2 separate regions of the Mus musculus genome follow, and region 1 is linked to region 2. The links are chromatin contacts, called in public HiChIP or PLAC-seq maps. All regions are on one chromosome and are shown on one strand. The core of a region is the stretch at or near the end of the contact, and the rest is flanking DNA. Distances in the headings are between cores, read along the strand shown. Region 1 overlaps Dupd1 (dual specificity phosphatase and pro isomerase domain containing 1). Region 2 overlaps Adk (adenosine kinase).

Region 1 (2,769 bases), core at 123-2,622, 490 kb after region 2:
CCCTCAAGTGCCAGGATTAAACAATTTAAACAGAATGCATCACCACACCCTGCTAGTAGAACCTGTAAGCAATTGACTCTTTTGACAGTGTTAGGATACAATCTGACTTAGTCCTTGTCACATACACAAAGACAATGGTGCCTTAGTATGAACAATGTCACATGCATCAAATATACAAATAATCATTGCTTACACTGGGGAGGGGGCAGGCGATTGATTCCCTTAAAAATGATGTACAAGCAACCAGGTCCCTCAGGCCTCCACTTGGTGGCGCTCTAGAGCCCACCCAGGACACCCGTTGGCCCTGTCTCATTTCAGCTTTGACTTAAACCTTGTTATCATTGTCCCTGCCTTGCAGATGGAGAGACAGGTTCAGGAGGTGCAATTTCAATTTCTTGCCAGAGGTCACCCACAATACTAATGCCAGAAGTATCTTAATGCAAAACTGTGTTGGAGGCCCTTTCTGTGCCACTGTGCTCTGAGGTTTGGCTCTCGGCGCTCTCTCTCTCTCTCTCTCTCTCTCTCTCTCTCTCTCTCTCTCTCTCTCTCTCCCCACCCCCACTGTTTCCCATGGCTGAGTGACTCTCTACTGATATTCATCTAGCTGGCTGGGCTATCTGTGGCTGTGTGACCAAAGTGATGCCCTGACTTTCTGCTTCTCAGCCTGATAGCTGGAGAGATAAACAGGAAGTTGCCTGTGGACAGTTTCTTCATGGGCATGGCTCTCTGACCTTTTTAGCTCTCCCTTCTTCGTGGGACCAAGCCCAGACAAGGGAAAGAAGCCAAGACAACATAAGAAATGAAAGAATCAGGGGCTGGAGAGATGGCTCAGCGGTTAAGAGCACTGACTACTCTTCTGAAGGTCCTGAGTTCAAATCCCAGTAACCACATGATACCTCACTACCATCCATGATGAAATCTGATGCCCTCTTCTGGTGTGTCTGAAGACAGCTACAGTATACTTACATATAATAAATAAACAAATCTTAAAAAAAAAGAAAGAAAGAAAGAAAGGAAGGAAGGAAGGAAGAAAGAATCCACACACAGTTAGTTCTACTTTTCTCACTCCAAGTGGGATGGGAAGTCCTAGGCACCATGACCAGCTGCAAGGACCACTGATGTGCTGGGGGCTGGCACAGAGGTGCTCTCCACCTCCTCACAATTAGTGCCTTTCTCTGTCTACCCCAGCCAGCAAGGAGGGCAGGCCGCAACCCCCTGTGTCATTAAGGGGGCGCTGGTCCACATTTTCATCCAGCGTGACCATCCACGCAGATGAGCATCTACCTCTGGCGTTCTAATCCCAATAGAGTGTTCCAGACAGATGCTGCCTGGCCCCTGGCCAGCTCTGCTGACAACCGATGTGCTCCTTCCTCTCCTGTCACAGCTAAGCACTTGTAACAGATGAAAGCTGTAACCTATTAAGCTTTGGGGAACCTAAAGTCTGTGGAGAGAAAGCAGAGAGGAAGAAGACGGGGAAGGAAGATGGGGGGGGGAAGGAGAGAAGGGGGCTCTCAGCTCTGACGGAACTCTTAGAGCCAAATGTGGTTCTCATTAATGCTGTCAGCCTGGAGAAAGAGGCCCACTACCCCAGGGCAAGAGTGGGTTGTTCTCTGGAGGTCTCAGGTGCCCCTGGGCCCCACCAATTTCCTGTCACCAGAACCTCGGAGTCCTGTTCCCTCTTGGCTCTGGGGCTCTGCCAAGTCCCACTGTTGAGGCCCAGTGTTGGTGGCAGAAAACAGGGGTAGTGAGGGAGGCCTGTTCTCAGTCCTTGTCTGAACTTCAAGAAACCCAGAGGCCTGTGACCCTGACACCAGCCTCTCTGCAGGGTCCTGAGGTAAGGGAGAGCTGTTGGGACTGTTTTCTGGTTCAGTTCACAGCTGACTCCTGGGTAACCTCAGTTACCCTGGGCAATCTTCTGGGTAATTTATGGGTTGTTTGTTTGTGTGCTTTTGAGACAGGGTCCTGCAGCATCTCTGAGGCCTGGCCTTGAACTCTTAATCGTCCTGCTTCTGCCTCCCTGGATGGCTGGAGTCTCGGGTTTGCACCAGGGTACCTAGTGCCCATGCACTTACTTCATACATTTTATTGTAGTCAATTCTTGAAACTACCCAGTGGCTTCAGTCAAACTGTCATCACCATTCTACAGATGAGGTCGTGGAAGGAGATACGGAGAAGTGGCTCGTCCCAGTTGCACGGCCAGTGAATGGCAGACCTCGATCCAAGCCCAGGCAGTGTGACATCGAAGCCCGGAACTTCCCTGTGCTTGCTGCCCTTGTGTGAGCCAGATAAAGGTTTTACACATAATATGTACCTCTGCTACACGCAATTTGTGCTATTATTTTCTATTCTTTCTATTCAATTAAAAAAGCAGAAAAGGAACAGTGGGCACATCCACCATTTTGCTTTTATGACCCACTGATAAGGTTGCAGTCTATGTCTGAAAAATGCTGGCTTCAGAAAAATATTTACCAGAAGGAAAGATGCCATAATTGTATGAAAAAAAAGTTTAAATTCAAGATTTCTAATGTACCTACCTGAGCATGGTAGTTCATAACTATAAGGCAGAGGTATCAGGGCTATCATGAATTCAAGGTTTGAGGCCAGCTTGGTTTACAAAATAAAACCTTATCTCAAAATAAACTTTCAAAAACTCTACCTCATCCAACTACTTGTTTTCAGCGGTGACCAAAAGGTGAGCTTCTATCACTCAAATCAGATATATCAGGAGCCTGTGGGATGGTTCCCTGGGGAAAACTGCTTACTGGGCAA
Region 2 (2,968 bases), core at 66-2,565:
TAGTAGGCCTTTTTTTTAAGTTACCTTCTGGGTGAAATGCAGTCTGTTCCTTCCTAATTTTTTATTCATATGATTTTGCCATTTCTAGCGTTTCGTAGAATGTGTGTTTCTGTGTTTGTCTACGTGATCATGTGTGCAAGTGTGTATGGAGATCTGAGGACAACCTTGTGTATCATTCATCAAGAGCTGGCCCTTGTTTTTCCAAACTGGATTTCTCATTGATTTGGGCTCCTTAACTCAGCTAGGATGGTTAGCTGGATGGAAGGCTCCAGGCATCTGCTCATTTCTGCCTTCCCACACCATGATGTTCAATGCTTTTAGGAAAGTGCAGGACCTGGCACTTACACAGTCTCCAGTTGATGGTTTGTTTTTGTTTGTTTGTTTGTTTGTTTGTTTGTATGTCAACATGACAAAAGCTGGAGTTATCTGAGAAGAGGGAACCAATTTAAAAAGAAAAGCCTCAGTAAGATTTGCCTGTGGACATTTTCTTAATTAGTGATTGACATGAGAGGAACCAGCCCATTGTGGGTGGTGCCACCCTGGGGTCATGGGATATACAAGAAAGCCACCTGAGCAAGCCCATGGTCAAGAAGGGAATAGGCACTGTCCTACCTAACCTTTGTTTCATTCCTGCCCCCAGGTTTCTGCCCTGATCTTTTGTTATACTAGAGTTGTAAGCTGTAATAAACCCTTTTGTTTAGAGTTTAGACTTGTTTTTTGTTTTTTTGGTCATGGTGTGTTATTACCACAATAGAAACCCTAACCAAGACACACAGCAAACACTTTGCCAACCGAGACATCACCAAACCCCTGTGTGTGATTTTCTTTTTTCTTCAAACCCCATCATACACTGAACCAAAGTTTCACCAGAGAGGATTCAGGGACAAATCACCCTATGTGTGTCACATTTGGTGCATGTATGTTCCCTAGCAGTTGCTAAAGAAGTGAGTGACAGTCAAGGCCTCACACATGCTCTTTACACATAGCTCAGTTCCAGGCACTGGCAGGTTTTGTCAGTACATTCCTCACACACCTCCCTCAAGGCTTTACCCATGGGCAGAGGGAAAGGAAGCTGGAAGACACTTTGCTTCATTTCTGGCTTCGTTTTATTCTTCTCAAAATTCTAACCTTTCCAGTCTTTACCAGACTCCCAGGTCCCAAAAATAACAGGAGGGTTTTGTTGCCCAGCCTCTTGGTAGACCACAACCCCTCCCTACCCCTTTATATGTGCACCTGACCCTTGAGCAGGATGTCACTCCATGAAGGGTTGGCACGAGAGGAACAGAAAGCAAGCTCTTCCTTTCATTTTGGCTTTCTGATATTACTTCCTCCTCCAAAGCAACCCGGCTCAGTTCTCTCCAGCCTGAGTTCCCAGCCCTCACTAACTCGGGATCGTGCGTGCATGGTCTTTGAATATGGCTTCCTGCCTGTGACAGAAAGGTACCTTACAGTCATGCATTTTTGTCGTATGTAAGTAGACAGAGCTTTGCTTTGTTTGGTTTTACAGCTGAGTGGTTTTCCATTATCGTGATGTATAGTATACTGTGTCTCCATTCACTCTAGAGTAGTATTTGGATTGTTTCCAATTTGGAGCAATTATGGAAAAAACTGCTATAAACATTTGTTTATGCATCTTTGTGTTAACATAAAGTTCCATTTCACTGGGAGTGTGATTTCTGAATCAACCTCGGAATGTATGGTTGATTTCATTAAAATCAAACCACCTTATTTTTTTCAAAAGTGGTATAAGGGTTTGTTTCAGTCAGATTTTGGTTGCCATGTTTATATATCTGAGATAAACACCTTGAAAGGAGGAAGATTTATTTCAGTTCATCATTTCAGAGCATGGTCATTGCTCTCATAGTTTTGTTCTTTCAGTGAAGCTGTATGTCATGTTCCCTGAGCCTTATTGGGACTGGTATACATTTCTTTTGGTTTTTTTGAGACAGGGTTTCTCTGTATAGCCCTGGCTGTCCTGGAACTCATTTTGTAGACCAGGCTGGCCTTGAACTCAGAAATCCGCCTGCCTCTGCCTCCCAAGTGCTGGGATTAAAGGCGTGCACCACCACTGCCCGGCTACATTTCTTATTTATAGCTTTGCTCTCACCCGTCCTTTATTATCAACACTCACTTTGGAAATATTAAGCTTCTGCCTTCTCGGCTATTTTCAAGAAAGAAATGCTTCTCTCATTAGTTCTCTGGCTGTAAACAGGCATTTAGAAGGTGGTTGGACACTCTGTCAGTTTAGCTAATCAGTCATAGTAATTTACCCTTAGGGCCTATCACGTCCCCAGTTAAATGTTTCTCCAATTTGTTGTTTGTATTGTGTGTGTGCATGTGTCTCTGTGTGACTCTGTGTTTGTGCATGTGTGTTAATGTGTGTGACTGTGTACGTGTGTATTGTGACTCTGTATGTTTACGTATGTGATTGTGTGTATGTGTATGACTGTGTGTGCACTCACTCATGAATGTGTGTGTGTGAGAGAGTGAGAGAGACACAGACAGACAGACAGACAGACAGACACACACACCGTGTGTGTTATTGAACTCATGTGGAGGTCAGAGGACAACGTTGGAGTGTTTCTATATCTGGATAGTCTTTTGCTGAACCTTGAAGTTGACTGAAGTGCAGGCAACCTCCTGTCTCCCCCCCCCCCAAGTGTTAGCATATCACTGTCATATCTGCATGGTCACACACACACATGCACACACAGGGAGTCCCCTCTCCGGTGCTCATGCTCGTCCAGCAGGATGGTTTCAGGAGTACTTTGCTTTAAATGTGGGAGAATTCAGTTTATTTTCTCTATTTATTTATTTCCTCCAGGGTCCTGTTTGCTCCCCTGGTGTTATGATACATATAGTAGCTGTATCAACTTAGAGAGGGTAGTTCCTCTGACTACGGGCAGATCCACAGGTTCACAGGATATGGAAGAGGTCCTGACAATGTTATTTGTGCCTTCAACTTTTT

The links. HiChIP or PLAC-seq counts read pairs in DNA pulled down with a chosen protein or histone mark.
Region 1: an H3K4me3 HiChIP or PLAC-seq map of bone marrow-derived macrophages shows a contact between it and region 2, with 4 times the contacts expected there. The contact joins two enhancer-like sites. A contact is called at or near these places in 1 of 484 Hi-C or Micro-C datasets (nephron progenitors), 4 of 115 datasets of contacts at active chromatin or transcription factors (bone marrow-derived macrophages, embryonic limb bud, large pre-B cells and 1 more) and 2 of 9 other capture datasets (embryonic stem cells and embryonic tail).

Annotation. Positions count from the first base shown.
Region 1 is chr14:21,678,414-21,681,182 of GRCm38.p6, forward strand. The region is part of intron 3 of Dupd1 (dual specificity phosphatase and pro isomerase domain containing 1); the gene reads right to left. Among named protein-coding and RNA genes, the nearest start is that of Dupd1, 35 kb to the right of the region's middle. Within about 2 kb of position 1,373, at least 55 of the 459 cell types and tissues checked have an H3K27ac peak or open chromatin away from gene starts, as enhancers often do. A contact at or near this core is called in bone marrow-derived macrophages, where this site is marked.
Region 2 is chr14:21,193,231-21,196,198 of GRCm38.p6, forward strand. The region is part of intron 4 of Adk (adenosine kinase); the gene reads left to right. Among named protein-coding and RNA genes, the nearest start is that of Adk, 140 kb to the left of the region's middle. Within about 2 kb of position 1,316, at least 56 of the 459 cell types and tissues checked have an H3K27ac peak or open chromatin away from gene starts, as enhancers often do. A contact at or near this core is called in bone marrow-derived macrophages, where this site is marked.